Regions from separate parts of the Mus musculus genome. Here region 1 is linked to region 2. A link is a contact called in public promoter capture Hi-C data. All regions are on one chromosome and are shown on one strand. The core of a region is the stretch at or near the end of the contact, and the rest is flanking DNA. Distances in the headings are between cores, read along the strand shown. Region 1 holds the start of Dpyd (dihydropyrimidine dehydrogenase). Region 2 holds the start of Alg14 (asparagine-linked glycosylation 14).

Region 1 (4,054 bases), core at 1,312-3,811, 2.7 Mb before region 2:
CACTTGAGAAAACACATGGTTTAGCAAACTCAGCATTGCTTTGAACTTCAGAGACTGAAGTGGGGAATAAATGCATATACATAATATTGGTCTAAAGACATATGAGCTATATGTGTACACTTGTGCATAAAAGTTGTGCACATTATTTTTCAATATTTGAACATGTATGTATCTTTGCTGGTACTTATGATTATCTATGATGGCTATGTATCTCCACAAGGACATGGTTGACTTTAGAGAAATGGTAATAATTTGGAGGTAAGTTTGGATCCTGGGAACTAGAGGAGAATTTGCCCTTAGACTATACTCCTGAATATAGAAGTAGTTACAATGAGCTATTTTAATCACAGATTTGTTGATTGATACTGTGACTCATTCTCCACAATGGAGAGAAACTACAGTTTTTCCAAAGCATTTTTAAATGCAGAATCTCCTGTCCCTTTAGTCAGTAATTCTTGTATGTTTCAAGCCCAGACAAGGAACAACATGTTCAGTAGACAGCGAAGTCAGACACTGATCCTGTTTATTTTGGAACCTGCATCTGAAACAGAAGACTTATATCAAGCAAGTCACATGCGAATGAGCAGGCAAATAAACTTGACATGACCATTAAGAAAAACCTAGGCTGTTGTAAGCTAGAATGGCAGAGGTAGGCAGGGCAGGTCTAATTTCTCTTGGTGGTTGGAATGATTCAGAGGCTCAAGGATTAGTGAGAAGGGAAGCAGTATCTTGGGGAGAGAAATGAGGAGAATCAGGGAAGAGATGAAAGTTCAGAACAATGCTTGGTGGGTGTAACAGTTGTTAGGGAGGAGAGACCCCAGTGAGGTAGAAGGTGGACAGGAGCTTGTCACGCAGATATGAACAAGAAGGATAACAACAACAACAATAACAACAACCAAACAAACCCCAATTGTATGTGGGCTGCATTGGGCCACTGAAAAAGGTCACATCTTGTGGGTGGGGGAGCGAGGGGGCTAATTCATATTTAGAATCCCACTCTAGAGTTCAGGAGACTTAACAGCAGAAGCTGACATACCCGTTTCCAAGTGACTCAAGATCTGGTTAGAATGGAAAAATCCTTAAAGTTGGAGAAAGATTAAATGAATGAGTGAGAATACAGAAGCCAAGGGTGAATCTGGGGGTTCTATTTAACCCTCTAGCTTTTATTGTTGTTGTTGTTGTTATTATTATTATTATTATTAATTTTTGTGTGTGCTAATAGTTGATTGAAGGGACAATATGTGTCCAACCACTGGAAGTTTCAAGACCTTAAAGGTAACCAGGTGGTTTGTACTATAAGCCCTCTCCAGGCATCCAAGACTGCCCCCCATGTGTTCCTCTTTTTCTGCCAAGTGCAGGCACCACAGTTTGTGTCCTGCCAGTCTTGTTGTCAGAGCAGTGATGAGCCTTCTTGAAGACCACATCTAGAAAACCCAACATGGCAGTGTTACACTGAAAACAAAACGAAGCGTTAAGTACATGTCGAATTAAAAGAAAATGGATAAAGTAACGAAAAATACCAGCGAGGAGGGAATCATATGATTCCAAAATTATCATGATCTAGCCAATAGGACGAAGTGCCCTGTGTGCCTTAAAAGAAACAGATAGCACCATGAGAGAAGATGTCCGACTTAGAAAATGGTCTGGCGCCTAGGCTGCCACAAAGTTGAGGAGAGGACTAGTCTGATGACATCATTGTTTCTCCCTACCAACTATGTGACCAAATGCACAAAATAAACAACCCCTGTTCATATTTATGAACGTCACATTTTAGAATATTACTATATATTTTTAAAAAAATAGGCATGGACTGCCATGCAGAAAGAAAGCCTTGATCCTCTACAGATACCCTTTCACTAAAGTAGTAGCTCTCAACATGTGCATGGAGACCCCTCTGGGACTCTTTTGGGAGTGGAAAGACCCTTTCACAGGGGTCACCTAAGATCATTGGAAAACACAAGTATCTACATTACTACTTATAATGGCAAAATTATGATTTTGGAATATCAATGAAATAATTTTATGGATGGGGATTACCACACATAAGGAACAGATTAAAGGGTCGCAGCATGAGGAAGGTTGAGAACCATCTCACTATAGGCTGTTCTAGACTGTGGATACTGATGTCTGTCTGTCTTCTTGTGCCCTAGGCTCCCCAATACTACTACTCCCCCAGAACAGCTTCAAAAATCCTTCCAGCCTATTTGCTGGTGGCCAGAGGAACACAGGTACTCCCTGGTCCCTGGAGAGTTCTGGGACATCTTATTCTTTAATCTTTGTTTCTGCACGTTGCAGGGCTCAGAACTCAGAAGAACATCAAAGACGCAATTGTTTGCTTTTAATTCTGGGGATCTCTGACACCTAAACCCGCCTACCAAACTCAACCTTGGGGAGCAAAGGCCAGCACAACCAGAAATTCTCTGGAACAGAGCCCGGCAGCTTGGGACCAGTGGAACGGTGTGGCTGTGAGGCGTGCCTTGAGCGTTGCCCCGCCCCAGAGGCGTGTCTTTAGCATAGCCCCGCCCCTTCCATATTGCCTTGGCTCGGGCAGTCAGTGCACCAGTGCTGGGGCAAGCTGAGGCTTTGGTGCGGGGCTGGAGGCTGCTGCAGCAGAGGGAGGGTCTGTGTGCGGGAGTCTGAGGCCAGAAAGCGCTGCCATGGCGGGTGTGCTGAGCAGGGACGCGCCGGACATCGAGGTACCGACCGCGGCCCTGGGGTGGGAGGGTCACAGAGGGGCGGGAGGCCCGGGGGCGCACCCGGGACAGAGCTGGAGATCCGCGAAGTTTCCCCGGGAGAGACTTGCGGACCAGGCTGGACACTGTACTCCGGCACCAGGACCTGGTTACTTCGTAGGAGACTTAAAAGTGGCCGTCTCTCTCTGCCCTAAGTCATAGTGACCCAGAGGCTCAGAGTGCAGAGGCTTGGACTCCAGGGGACAGTAGCTCCACTTCCCGCCCAGGGAACCCTCTAACTCCTCCTCTGTCCCCTCCGTGGTTTTGTGGGACAACCACCCAGTGACCCACCTATAATAACAAAGCCCCGCAGTATGCAAAAGTGGAGCATAGAAATCCAAGATCCAGGCCGCTGTTTCGAGCGGCGCTGGCCCTGGTATTGTTTACCACTTAATTTCACATTTGGAAAAAATGGAACGAAGTACAGAAGACATTGGAAAGTGCGACCTCCCCGGAAAGAGATACACAAACTGCTCTGTTCTCTCCTCTCAACAGTGTTTGATTCTCTCTTGTTCTCTGTTTCTTCCAAAAATCTCATTTTTCTGAGAACGATCCCCTACCTGAAATAGCAAAAAATTTTTCCTCTGAGTTCTATATACTTTAATGTGTGTGTTGGGAGAAAGATTTGAGTTATGGCCGTGATTTTAATCACGCTGAATCAAAGCCTGTGTCTCTCAGGTTTCAGTTCCGTTTTGTTTAGGGAATTTTCTTCGAGATAAAAGCAAAACAAAACTTTTGTAGAATATTCGTGTTCTCTTCCCTTACTGTTTCCTTCCCTCCTGCCCGGCCCCCTTTTCCCACCTTCTGTGTGTTTGCTTAGAAATAACACACCCTTTCCCCTCCCCCTCCCCCTCCCCCTCCCCCTCCCCCTCCCCCTCCCCCTCCCCCTCCCCCGTTTGTTCTGCTCTTTAAATACAAGTTTAAAGACACCTGTTTGCAGCAGGATAGCTAACTGGTTTTCTTCTGCACCCTGCTCTCCCCGCACCCTGCCGTCAGTGATAATGAACCTTTATATGCTCTTAAAAGAAAGCTGATAGTGTTCTAAGAGCCTTCATATTTTCCTTTGATAAATCCACTGTAGCAGTAAGAGCAAAGGATAACGTGTTGACTTCTTTCTCTGTGTAGTTTACTTAGACTTTTCTTCACAATTTCTTTCTTGGCTATTGAACAATATGACTGATATAATGAACTATATGTGTGTGCATGCAGGGCACAGGATACCTACCATGTCTGATCGAAGTCATGGTCTCTGGGTACTATCTTTGATTTAACACCCCTGGGACATTTTTGGTTTTGTTAAAGTAAATCAGTTAGCAATCCTT
Region 2 (3,753 bases), core at 821-3,320:
CTGGCATCTGCAGTGCCTGTCAGTTTACACACACACATCTTCCCAGCAATCCAAACACCACAACTGCCTATAAAAGCAACCTCCTCTCCTTGCTTCCTCTCCATATCCACCCTCCATATAATTACCATATATCATCTTTGAATTTTACATCACCCTCCATTCCTATCTCTACCAGTTTTGGGGTCTGCTTCATTTTATGTATGGGTGACATAAATATGGCTTAAAATAGAGAAAGAAAGTCTCCCATAGGGGATTCTGAAAAGATGTGTTTTCCTTAATACAGACCCAATGACCAACACAACAACTTCTAAGGTAGACATCACCATGTCTGCCCACTAATAACTTCTTTTAAATATGAAGCGACTCGTAGGTTGAAGCCACTTTGGAGAACAGCAGAGAAGGTTCTGAAAGAAAACGGCATGACACTTTGTAACATTCTTGAGCCACTCCTTCTTCCTGTGTATGTTAATGTGTGTGTGTGTGTGTACATGTGTGTGTGTGAGGAGGTCAGAGGTCAACATTGTCTTTCTCAATTGCTTCTCTGCCTTATTTTCGTTTTCAATGATTTGTTGTTGTTGTTTCTATGTGTGTATGTGTTTTGCCTGGATTATCTCTGGGCACCATGTGTGTGCCTGCAGAGGTTGGGAGGAAGGCATCTGATCCCCTAGAACCAGAGTGGCAGAAAGTTGTGAGCCACCATGTGGGTTCTCGGCCTGGAACCTGGGACCTCTGGAAAAGCAACCAGTGCTCTTAACCTTTGTGCTGTCTCCCCGCCCCCACCCCCACCCCCCCAGCCCTTGAGCCACAAATGATATCTGTCTAAAAGTCTGGCATTCTTATTGATTTTCATCACATAAATAACCTCAGGCAAATTAACTTTTGTGTAATCTATTTCCCTATTGTAATTCAAAGAGTAACATTTACATAGAACCTGACTGTAAAGAATGAGGTTAAGAAGGAGTGATGAAAGAGCCCACAGGCACCGTGCTATAATATCAACAAGATAGAGATACAGTCAGGAAATCTCCCAAGCAGTTTGCTGACTCGGGAACCAACACACCTAGCTTTATAAGGAGATCTCAGGGCGCCTTCCTGGAACTTCTGACTCAGTATCGCTCCCAAAAGCATTCTAGGCTCCAGGTAAATGTGATCGTCAATCCAAACTGAATTTAACAACGGACCATATGGTGTAGCATTCTTAGGCAGCAGGAGTTAGGATTTCTGGTTTCTAATTCTAGACATGACATTATTGCATTTAGGCCAATTTGTAGCACCTTTCTCGACCTGTCTGCATGCCTGACCTATTCAATCTGTAACCCCATAAGGGTCTGAAGGAATGTTTGTTGTCAAGAGGTTTTATTTTGCTGTAATTTAGGCTAAGTTCACAAACGCACGCACAACTGGGATTAGAGTGGGCAGTGGAAGTCTATCATTTCAGAGGACCGCGGGAGGAATAAGCCAGAAATGCTTTGTGATAAACTTAACTGCAGGGCTATGTCTTCCTCCCTTGCTACCTGAAGCCAAGGGGTTTCCAATCCTCCCAGGAATATGACATAGCTTGAAGTGATCCGGATTCTGGTTATAGTTTGAGATCTGTGAAACTGTCTAGAAAACATAAATGTCAGGAAAGGGCGGATTTGAATGTTTTCCCCCTAAGAGTATGCCTCTGACTGGCAAAAATTTTCTAGTTCGGTTTGTCTTGGAACCCGTAAGGAAGAAAGGAAGTAGTGATGTATGCCAGGAGCCTCAGGCAAAACCTGGCAGGACAGGAGCAGCTACTAACCCGGGGCTTCGTGGTCCTTCTACCATACATGTAGTTTGACCTCGCCACTGGCAGAAATCAAACTTCTCCAGCACTTAACTTTCCAACTACACAACTGCAGCACAAACTCGGGTAACAAAACCATTACTGTTCCTTGTAGCGCTTCCTGGGCAAACTGCCCTTAGCCCCACCCATCACGGACAAACCCGGCTCACTGAGACGCAAGAGACGCGTCGTTCTGCGTTTTCCAATCAGAGCCACACTTCTGAACTTTGACCGCCCAACTTGGCAAGCTCCGCCCAGTGCAGACCATCCCCGCCCACAGAGAGGCGCTTTGCTCCCTGTTTGCTCTTAAGCGCGGTGCTTGCAAACTTTAACCGCTGGCGCCAGGTCTACACGCATGCGCCATCCTTTGAATGCTGAGCATTCTGATTCTAGCTGCTACAGCCGCAGGGCTAGTGATCTTGCTATTCCAGCGACTATGGACCGTGCTTGGGCCCCATCACGTCACTCCCCGAGAGTCTCTCAGACTCTTGATCGTGGCTGGATCCGGTAAGTATCCGGGCGGAGGCCGACGGTCTTGAGTTAGGCACTACAAACCCCAGAATGCATCGCGACTCTCTTCGCCCTTCTTAGCGCCTTTAGGAGCGCTGCATGCTGAGATTTGTAGTTTCTTTGCGTTCCCGGAACCGGCCACCCCAGGCAGGAAAAAATGCTGGTTAGCTGACGCCACCCAGCCGCCTGTCATTAAGACAGGTCATTTACACTTGTCTGTAATTAAGCCTCTCTGTAGTGTACTGCTTTCTAACAAATAATTAGCGACGGAGTACGCCGAAGCCTTTTGATGCTGACATATTGTTGCCCTCTTTGCTGCTGTGCGTTATTAATTCTAGGTCTTTGTACTTAGTTTAAGAAATGTGAACATTACATGGTAAACGAAGTAGAGTTGTCGCACTTATGAATGCGCAAAGTCCCTGAGGATAAAAACGTGGACACTCCATACGACGATACCTCCAGAGTGACAGGATATGAGTAATAAACTGTCCAGTCAGCTCTGAACATTTTAAAACTTAAAATTTTAGATGAACAGTTTTGACGAGTGTATAGTTAAACACGACTCAACTTTAAACAACCAAGGTGATACCCAAACCTATATCAATGCTGTCTGGAATACATATGTTATAACCTATTGCTCCAGGGACAGTAAAACAAAACCATTGCCTAACAGAAAATGATGCAGTCAAGACACACAGTAAATTCGAGGTGTTTAAGGCAGCCTCTGCAGGAGACCATACAGTTTTACAGTAGCTTTAAAAAAAATACACACTAATAAAAATACACAAACTAGTAATGTAGTTGTGTATTATTGTTATCAAATGTTATGAACTGTATATAGTAGTATATATTGTACTTTTTTTAAAGACTTGTTTATTATATGTAAGTACACTGTAGTTGTCTTCAGACACACCAGAAGAGGACGTCAGATCTCGTTACGGATGGTTGTGAGCCACCATGTGGTTGCTGGGATTTGAACTCAGGACCTTTGGAAGAGCAGTCAGTGCTCTTAACCGCTGAGCCATCTCACCAGCCCCTATATTGTACTTTTTTATATTGCAGGCAGCACAGTGAATTTGTTCATAGATTACCTTGGGCTACTGTGTTATGGTTGCTGTGTCACTAGACAATAAGGAATTTTCTGTTCCTTTTTAATGTCATGTGACCAATATCCTGTCATTGACTAAAACATCATTATGTGATGAGTGACTACACACACACTAATGATATTTATGATGTATGCAAATGTACCAAACTTAACATGCAATTATAATTCCTTACTTATTTACTTAACATATTTTGAGTCATGGGAATGGCCAGACACTACACTGAGCTCTGGAACAAAACAAAACTGAAAATAGAAAAACAAACAAAACAAGCATCACAAGGCACAGTGTGATGCCTACGTGACAAACACTAGGGAAAGGACAGAGGCG

Evidence for each region. Promoter capture Hi-C pulls out the DNA fragments that hold promoters and counts their contacts.
Region 1: a contact with region 2 is called in a promoter capture Hi-C map of hippocampal neurons, with 13 times the contacts expected there. The contact joins the promoter of Dpyd here to the promoter of Alg14 in region 2. A contact is called at or near these places in 2 of 39 promoter capture datasets (cranial neural crest and hippocampal neurons) and 1 of 115 datasets of contacts at active chromatin or transcription factors (astrocytes).

The regions. Positions count from the first base shown.
Region 1 is chr3:118,559,619-118,563,672 of GRCm38.p6, forward strand. It overlaps Dpyd (dihydropyrimidine dehydrogenase), which reads left to right and starts at 2,562. Exons shown (of 23, transcript NM_170778.3): 1 at 2,562-2,696. The coding sequence starts at 2,658.
Region 2 is chr3:121,289,670-121,293,422 of GRCm38.p6, forward strand. It overlaps Alg14 (asparagine-linked glycosylation 14), which reads left to right and starts at 2,071. Exons shown (of 4, transcript NM_024178.3): 1 at 2,071-2,314. The coding sequence starts at 2,179.